Linked DNA regions of Mus musculus: region 2 is linked to region 1. A link is a contact called in public Hi-C data. All regions are on one chromosome and are shown on one strand. Each heading gives the region's core, a stretch centred on a gene start, on an enhancer-like site or on the middle of the called end of the contact. The rest is flanking DNA. Distances are from core to core; before and after follow the strand shown.

Region 1 (3,344 bases), core at 308-2,807:
TTTTGGTCATCGTATTTCACTACAGCAATAGGAAGTAAATAAGACACCCTCCAAGAGAATGTCCCTTCAACGTACCCATGATCCTGCGAATGGGGTCCTCGGGACTGGCGAGGGCCTGAATCTGGCCCTTGAGCACGGTCTCCTTAGCAACGGAGAATGGGGAGGAGCCACACAGGGAGAGGCAGCTGCTCACCTCCAGGCACACCTTCTCGCCAATGGAAGCCAGGGCGTCCTCCAGATGGAAGGAACTAGAACAGAGAGGGGAAAGAGGAGCAGGAGACCAAGGGATGCAACCCTGGCCCTGTCGTGACAAGGATGACAGCGTGTGGGACCTGTGGCTCCCTTCCCTGCTCCCTCATCTCCTAGGCTGTGATCCTTTTTAATCATACCAAAGTGGTTGCTCTCTGCTGTGGGCGGGGTCTCATAGAACCCAGGCTGGTCTAGAACTTGTACTTTACAGCGGAGGAAAACTGTCAACTTCAGATGCTCCTGCCTCTATTTCCCAAGATTAGACCTGTGAGCTACGATGTCGGGTTTTACAGTGCTCTGAGCATGTTAGGCACATGCAGTAGGCATGCACTCTCCCAACAGAGCTACATCCCAAGCTTCAAAGCACAAAGCTCATGCCATCAGTGAATCAGAGCTGGCTTCTAACAACCAACAGAGGAAACACAGGAACCAGAAACTGGGTAGCCGTGGGACAGGACAGGGAAGCCCTATTCATCAAATGCTCTTCTGTATCTTGATTTTTTTTTTTTTAACCATGCTGGAGATCAAGCCCCAGGCTCATATATAGTAAGCACATTGCCAGCTGAGGCATATCCCCAACCTCTGCAGCTGTTTTGGTTGGTTTGGTTTTTTGAGACAGAAGACAGCTAAGGCTAGCTGTGGATTTCTGTTTTTCCTTTCAGGCGCTAGAGCAACTGACTGTCCTGGGGCCAAGGTCTACGTTCCACTGGATTCTCTAAGGTCATGGTATTTACTGCTAGTTGAACAACTCAGTAGGTGCAAGTCAGTGGGGTGACTGGTTAGTAAATAAGATTAAGTTAGAAAACAGGTTAAACATAGGACAAGTTCTACCTCGGGAGGTGTCTACTTCAGTCTATCTGTGTTAGAATGTTCTGGTCACAGCCACGTTGCTCATTGTGGGCTCTGAGCCTTTCAGACATTTGAAAACCACAGCCCTAGAGCCTTGTAAAATCCACAGTTCCCTGTAGCTTGAACATGATAGCCATAAATAAACTTCAGGTAGGCAAAGTCTTCTCTAATCTCCTAGTGGCCTCACACTGGGAAACTCCCACTGTACACTACAAGTCCATCCACTCTAGGGTCCCAGCCACTTACGGCAGATGCATGTCCGTTAGCAGAGTCTTCACCATCATCTTGAGCTTCTCGGCAAAGTCGGCATGCCCAGAAATTCCCGGTGCAGCGGTACTGAACGTGACCAGCAGCACGGCTCCCAGGACGGCCAGCTGCTCCAGCTGGAGCTGGAGCTCTTGGAAACGAGACTGGTCCATCAAAACTGTCTGCAATGAACACACGCGGCACTGCTGAGCAGAAATTCAAGATGGCCAGCAGAGGGCAGCAGAGCCGCACCTCCGCCTGCTCTGTGGTACCCTTTCAGATGTCCTGCATGCCTTTCAGAGCTAGAAGAGCACCACATGTTAGCTCAGGCAGGTCTGGCGATAAACCCAACCCTTCACAGGACTATGACCTCAGGCAAGTGCCTTTACTGTCTGAGACTATACAAAAAGGGACAGCCCTTTTTACAGCGCCTTGAAAGATGAAGAAACCCCCAGCAGGGGAGCAGCTGAAAGCCACTACTCCATCAGTAGGAGGGGAGGTACAGTAGCAGGAAGGGAAGGGAAAGAAGATGAAGCTAGGGTGCCCAATGCCTTCCTATGTGTCCAGAACTAACTGTCCCAGACTTGAAAGGGAAACATCCAAGTCCTGAGGTGACCCCATTTTTATCCCCCACAAATCAGGAAATCACCTATGCTGATAGATGGGAGAATCTTGAAGCAGAGCCTACGGCTATTCATCCTCATATCCATAGCACAAAGGAGCCCCAAGAACTCCAAGAGCTCCAAGGTGGGCACCCCTCCACCCACCCACAAATACACTCAGAAAGCTGAGACAGGAGGATTGCTATGAGTCTAAAGCCAGCCTGAGATACAAAGTGAGGCTGTCTCAGAACAAACAAAAACAATAACCAACTCAGGTATGTAAATAAAGAGAACAGTCAGAAATGACAAATTGAGCAGAACTCATAACCACATAAAAGCCACCTGAAAGTGGACTTCGTCTCATGTTAAAGAACCCAAGCCTTCCCTACAGAGACACTAGTGTTAAAGGACCCAGGCCTTCCCTACAGAGACACTAGTGTTAAAGGACCCAGGTCCCACCCTACCTGACTATCCCTAGCTACCAGAGGAGATGAGGGAAAAGCAGCAAGGTCAAAAAGGTGTTGATTCAGTTCAGAGGTTTTTGGTTGTTTTCTTTGGGGGGTGGGTAGGCTTGGGGGCTGGATCTCACCACATCGCTGTGGCTGTCCTGGAACTCACTCTGTAGACTAGGCTGGCGGCAAACTCAAAGAAATCCACCTGCCTCTGCCTTCAGAGCACTGGGGTTATAAGTGTGCACTACAATGCCTGGCCCAGATCTGAGTTTTCACAGGTTAATCAGACAAGCTCTAAGAACCTCTTTGCTGGGGTCTGGAGAGATGGCTTAACAGTTAAAAATACCAACTATTCTTCCAGAGGTCCTGAATTCAATTCCCAGCAACTACATGGTGGCTCACAAATATAATGGGATCTGATGCCCTCTTCTGGTGTGTCTGAAGAGAGTGACAGTGTACTCACATACATAAAATAAATAAAACTAAAAGAAAAAAGAAGAGCGAGAGAAGAAAGACAGACAGACAGACAGAATGAATGAACCTGCTTTGCTGTAAGAAGATAACAGGGATGTGGTCTATGTTGTAATCCTGAAATGTTGAGGCAGGAGGATCAACAAGAGTTTGGGAATGGGCTATAGTGTTGAAAACAATAACCAGATAACGGAGTCAGAGCCCGGACTCCTTAGGAGGTTAAACCTCCCTGAAGACTGAGGTTTCTTCATTAACAGCTTCCATTTATCTCACTGCTCACAAAGGCATGATATCAGTTAGCGTGGCAAGACTTGACTTCAGGATGCAGAAGACTGCCAATAACAGACATGCAGTCCCAGTAAAAACCACCATCTTCCCATTGTAAGAGAAGTGTCAGGTCGAGAACTTCCCTCCAGAAGATCTCATGCCACTACCCAGTGTCACAATTTCTAACAAGCCAACACCACCTTTAGGT
Region 2 (3,344 bases), core at 357-2,856, 78 kb after region 1:
AGACCTTGACTCAAAGGGGGATTGGGGGGGACCACCATGTCTCGCTTACAAAATAAGTTGTTTTTCCAGACATGGTTTCTCTGTGTAGCCTTGGCTGTCCTGAAATCTGTAGACCACGTTGGCCTCAAACTCAAGAGACCCACCTGCTTCTGCCTCCTGAGTTCTGGGATTAAAGGCATGTGCTATCCCCACTGAGCTTAGAATACAATTTTTATGTGAAATTGTTATACTGAAAAGACTGCAATAATGTATACTATGGAGATGAACACCTGTCATTTTTTAAATAAAGATTTATTTATTTTATGTATATAAGTATATCATTGCTCTCTTCAGACACACCAGAAGAGGGCATCAGATCCCATTACAGTTGGTTGTGAGCCACCATGTGGTTGCTCGACTCAAACTCAGGACCTCTGGAAGAGCAGTCAGTGCTCTTAACCACTGAGCCATCTCTTTAGCCCTTAAATGTCATTTTAATGACTGTAGAGGTATATTAATATTCAATTTTATATTGCATACACACACTAATATATGTGCTTCCAAACTTTGTACACATAACTTTGAATAGGCTAAAAATATTTAACTTCCTTGTTTACTTCTCTATAATGCATACACATATTTCAAAATGTTGCACATAAGTATTTTTTACTGAATTAAAAATTAATTACTTTAAAACTTAAATTAATGAATTAAACTAATTAGTTTAAAACTATGTACAAGCCGGGTGGTGGTGGCTCACGCCTTTAATCCCAGCACTTGGGAGGCAGAGGCAGGCGAATTTCTGAGTTCGAGGCCAGCCTGGTCTATAAAGTGAGTTCCAGGACAGCCAGGGCTACACAGAGAAACCCTGTCTCAAAAAAAACAAAAACAAAAACAAACAAAAAACAAACAACAACAACAACAAAAAACCCCTATGTACAAACACATAAACTTGCACATGGGATAGTTTCCTTTATTACTCTATTTTATAAATTCTGTGAAAAAAATTTTGAGTACTTGCTATTTGCTGCGTATAACTCGAGGCATGCAGAGAAGACAACAGTGCCTGCTCTTGAGACCACACTGCTTATTCCTCCCCCAAAGATTTGACCCTTTGTAATAACATACTTGCTTATTTTGATGATTTCATAGGAACTGTGTTTATTTATTAAGCATTCTTACCTGTGCAGACTTAGTGGTTGTTTTAGAAGTCCTTAGAGTTTTCTTATTATAAGCTTTGCCATTCATTTTGATCTTAGAAATAGCAGATCCTCCACTCTTTGCTTTAGAGTCTCGAGTAATAACTGTCAGTTCAGGAAAACTTTCCAAAGCATTCTTTAAAACAATGAAGGATAATAACTGACATCAGAAGAAAACTAATCTGAATTCAGCCATTCAAAACGTATACACATAAGCACACACACATATACCCATGCGGATGGCTACAGCTGGGATAGAGTTACAAGTTCTTTGTACTTTTGCCCACATGGTTTGGACTGTCTTTCCATTCTTTGAATCTGGGCTAATAATATGTCCTCAGTTTTTGAGCAACAGTACACCATGCTGAAGGAACTCCTAAGCTATTATTAGTAATCCCTCTCTGATTGGAAAGTAGGAACATATTCACTCTTCAGAGCTCTTATCACTTAAACTGTGACTAATACCTTGAACCGAGGTAAACCAGCTCCAGTGAGTGAGTCACTGGAGTCTAAATGAACGTGTGGGCAGAAGACGTTAAGAATAATGGCCGTGTTTCCTGTCTCACTTCTTTTGCTTCCTTGTACTGCATAAAGAACTTGTGAGATAAGATCCTGAACCAGAGTTTGATCGTGAGCTCTTCACAGACAGAGAGCCACCACTGATGAGACAATGGCCACATGGCAGAGCTGGTTCTGACATTGGTGCCCCTAGCTGCTGGGTAAGGCACTGTGACCTGAAAAGCCGCACATAGTACAGAACGAACCCTGCAGACCACAGGTTTCTAAAATTCGACTTAACTAACAACAGCATGAATTATGAGAGTAGGGTTAAAATGCTGTTACAATTATGATTCAGAATGCAATTTAATTTTCCAGACTGACATATTTTACAAACTGGTATTGTGAACCTGAAAACAGTACATTTTAAAAACTACAATTTTTCTTAGTTCTAAGTGTAACAGGGAAATTAAACTTGATAAACATAGTACAACTTTTGGCATATCTACTGAAGAGCTACCATCAACTCCTACCTCACATTACTTGTGCTTTTATCACATACACAGGTACTCTGCACTTAAAAATACCCCACTTAAATAATTCTGGATCTAGAATTGCCAATCACAATAAATGAAATTTAAAGACTAATACAGATGTAAATTATATTTCCCAGTGAGGACAGGATGGCAAAGATCCTTCAGGGTAAGGACAGAGCAGCAGCGCCGCTGGAGGCCTTAGGACACACCCTAAAACTACAACAGCGCTGGGACTAGAGATGTGTCTAGAGATGTGTCGTGCTTAGACACTCCACTCTGGCAGAGGACCAGGGCTGCTTCCTAGCATCCACATGAAGACTTATAAGTGTTTGTAATCACAGTTCAAGTGGGGGTTGGATGCTGTTTTCTGCCTGGGAGGGCACTGCATGCCTGTAGCACACTTATATGCATGTAGGTAAGACACACATAAAAGTTAAATCTAAATTAAAAAGGCACCAAGTTTATGATAACATGTGGTGCTAAGTATTTTTTTCTTTCCTTTATTTGGGAGTTGTATAGAGCAATAAATGTGGCTAATGTGTTTTAGGCAAGCATTCTCTCGCTCACTGAACTATATGCCCCTACCTTCATATTACATATTTCTCTTGTTTAGTTTTTCTTATTTTAAAGATAAAGTCTTATTATGTAGGCCAACCTAGCCTGGAATTTACGATCCTCCTGCCCCAACCTCAAGAATGCTTAACTTACAGGTATGATCCACCATGTCCTCATGATGCTAAACATTTCTAAAGGAAACATTTCTTCTTAGTCTTCTATTTGAAGAATTTCAAGAATATTTAATGGGGCTGGAGAGGTGGCTCAGTGGTTAAGAGCACTGACTATTCTTTTAGAGGTCCTGAGTTCAATTCCCAGCAATCACATGGTAGTTCACAACCATCTATAATGGGATCTGATGCCCTCTTCTGGTGTGTCCGATGAGAGTAATTGTGTACTCACATACATAAAATAAATAAATCTTTTATTTTTATTTTTATATGTAATGAGCACATCGTCACTGTCTTCAGACACACCAGAAGAGGGTATCAGATCCCATTACAGATGGTTGTAAGCAACACGGTGAGTGCTGGGAATTGAACTCAGGACCACTGGAAGAGCAGCTGGCGGGTGCCCT

What was found. A called contact is a pair of places that touch in the nucleus more often than the background predicts.
Region 2: a contact with region 1 is called in a Hi-C map of muscle stem cells, with 2.6 times the contacts expected there. The contact joins two enhancer-like sites. A contact is called at or near these places in 2 of 39 promoter capture datasets (the 3T3-L1 cell line and embryonic stem cells), 10 of 15 datasets of contacts at CTCF or cohesin (the G1E-ER4 cell line, the NIH/3T3 cell line, embryonic stem cells and 5 more), 204 of 484 Hi-C or Micro-C datasets (2-cell-like embryonic stem cells, the 3T3-L1 cell line, 3T3-L1-derived adipocytes and 110 more), 29 of 115 datasets of contacts at active chromatin or transcription factors (CD8 T cells, the HPC-7 cell line, the NIH/3T3 cell line and 18 more) and 4 of 9 other capture datasets (adipose tissue, liver, macrophages and 1 more).

The regions. Positions count from the first base shown.
Region 1 is chr2:104,684,019-104,687,362 of GRCm38.p6, forward strand. It overlaps Tcp11l1 (t-complex 11 like 1), which reads right to left. Exons shown (of 10, transcript NM_177190.5): 8 at 1,345-1,526; 9 at 76-248. Among named protein-coding and RNA genes, the nearest start is that of Gm6306, 25 kb to the right of the region's middle. Within about 2 kb of position 1,558, at least 16 of the 459 cell types and tissues checked have an H3K27ac peak or open chromatin away from gene starts, as enhancers often do. A contact at or near this core is called in muscle stem cells, where this site is marked.
Region 2 is chr2:104,761,650-104,764,993 of GRCm38.p6, forward strand. Qser1 (glutamine and serine rich 1) reads right to left here. Exons shown (of 12, transcript NM_001123327.2): 10 at 1,162-1,314. Among named protein-coding and RNA genes, the nearest start is that of Depdc7, 20 kb to the left of the region's middle. Within about 2 kb of position 1,607, at least 57 of the 459 cell types and tissues checked have an H3K27ac peak or open chromatin away from gene starts, as enhancers often do. A contact at or near this core is called in muscle stem cells, where this site is marked.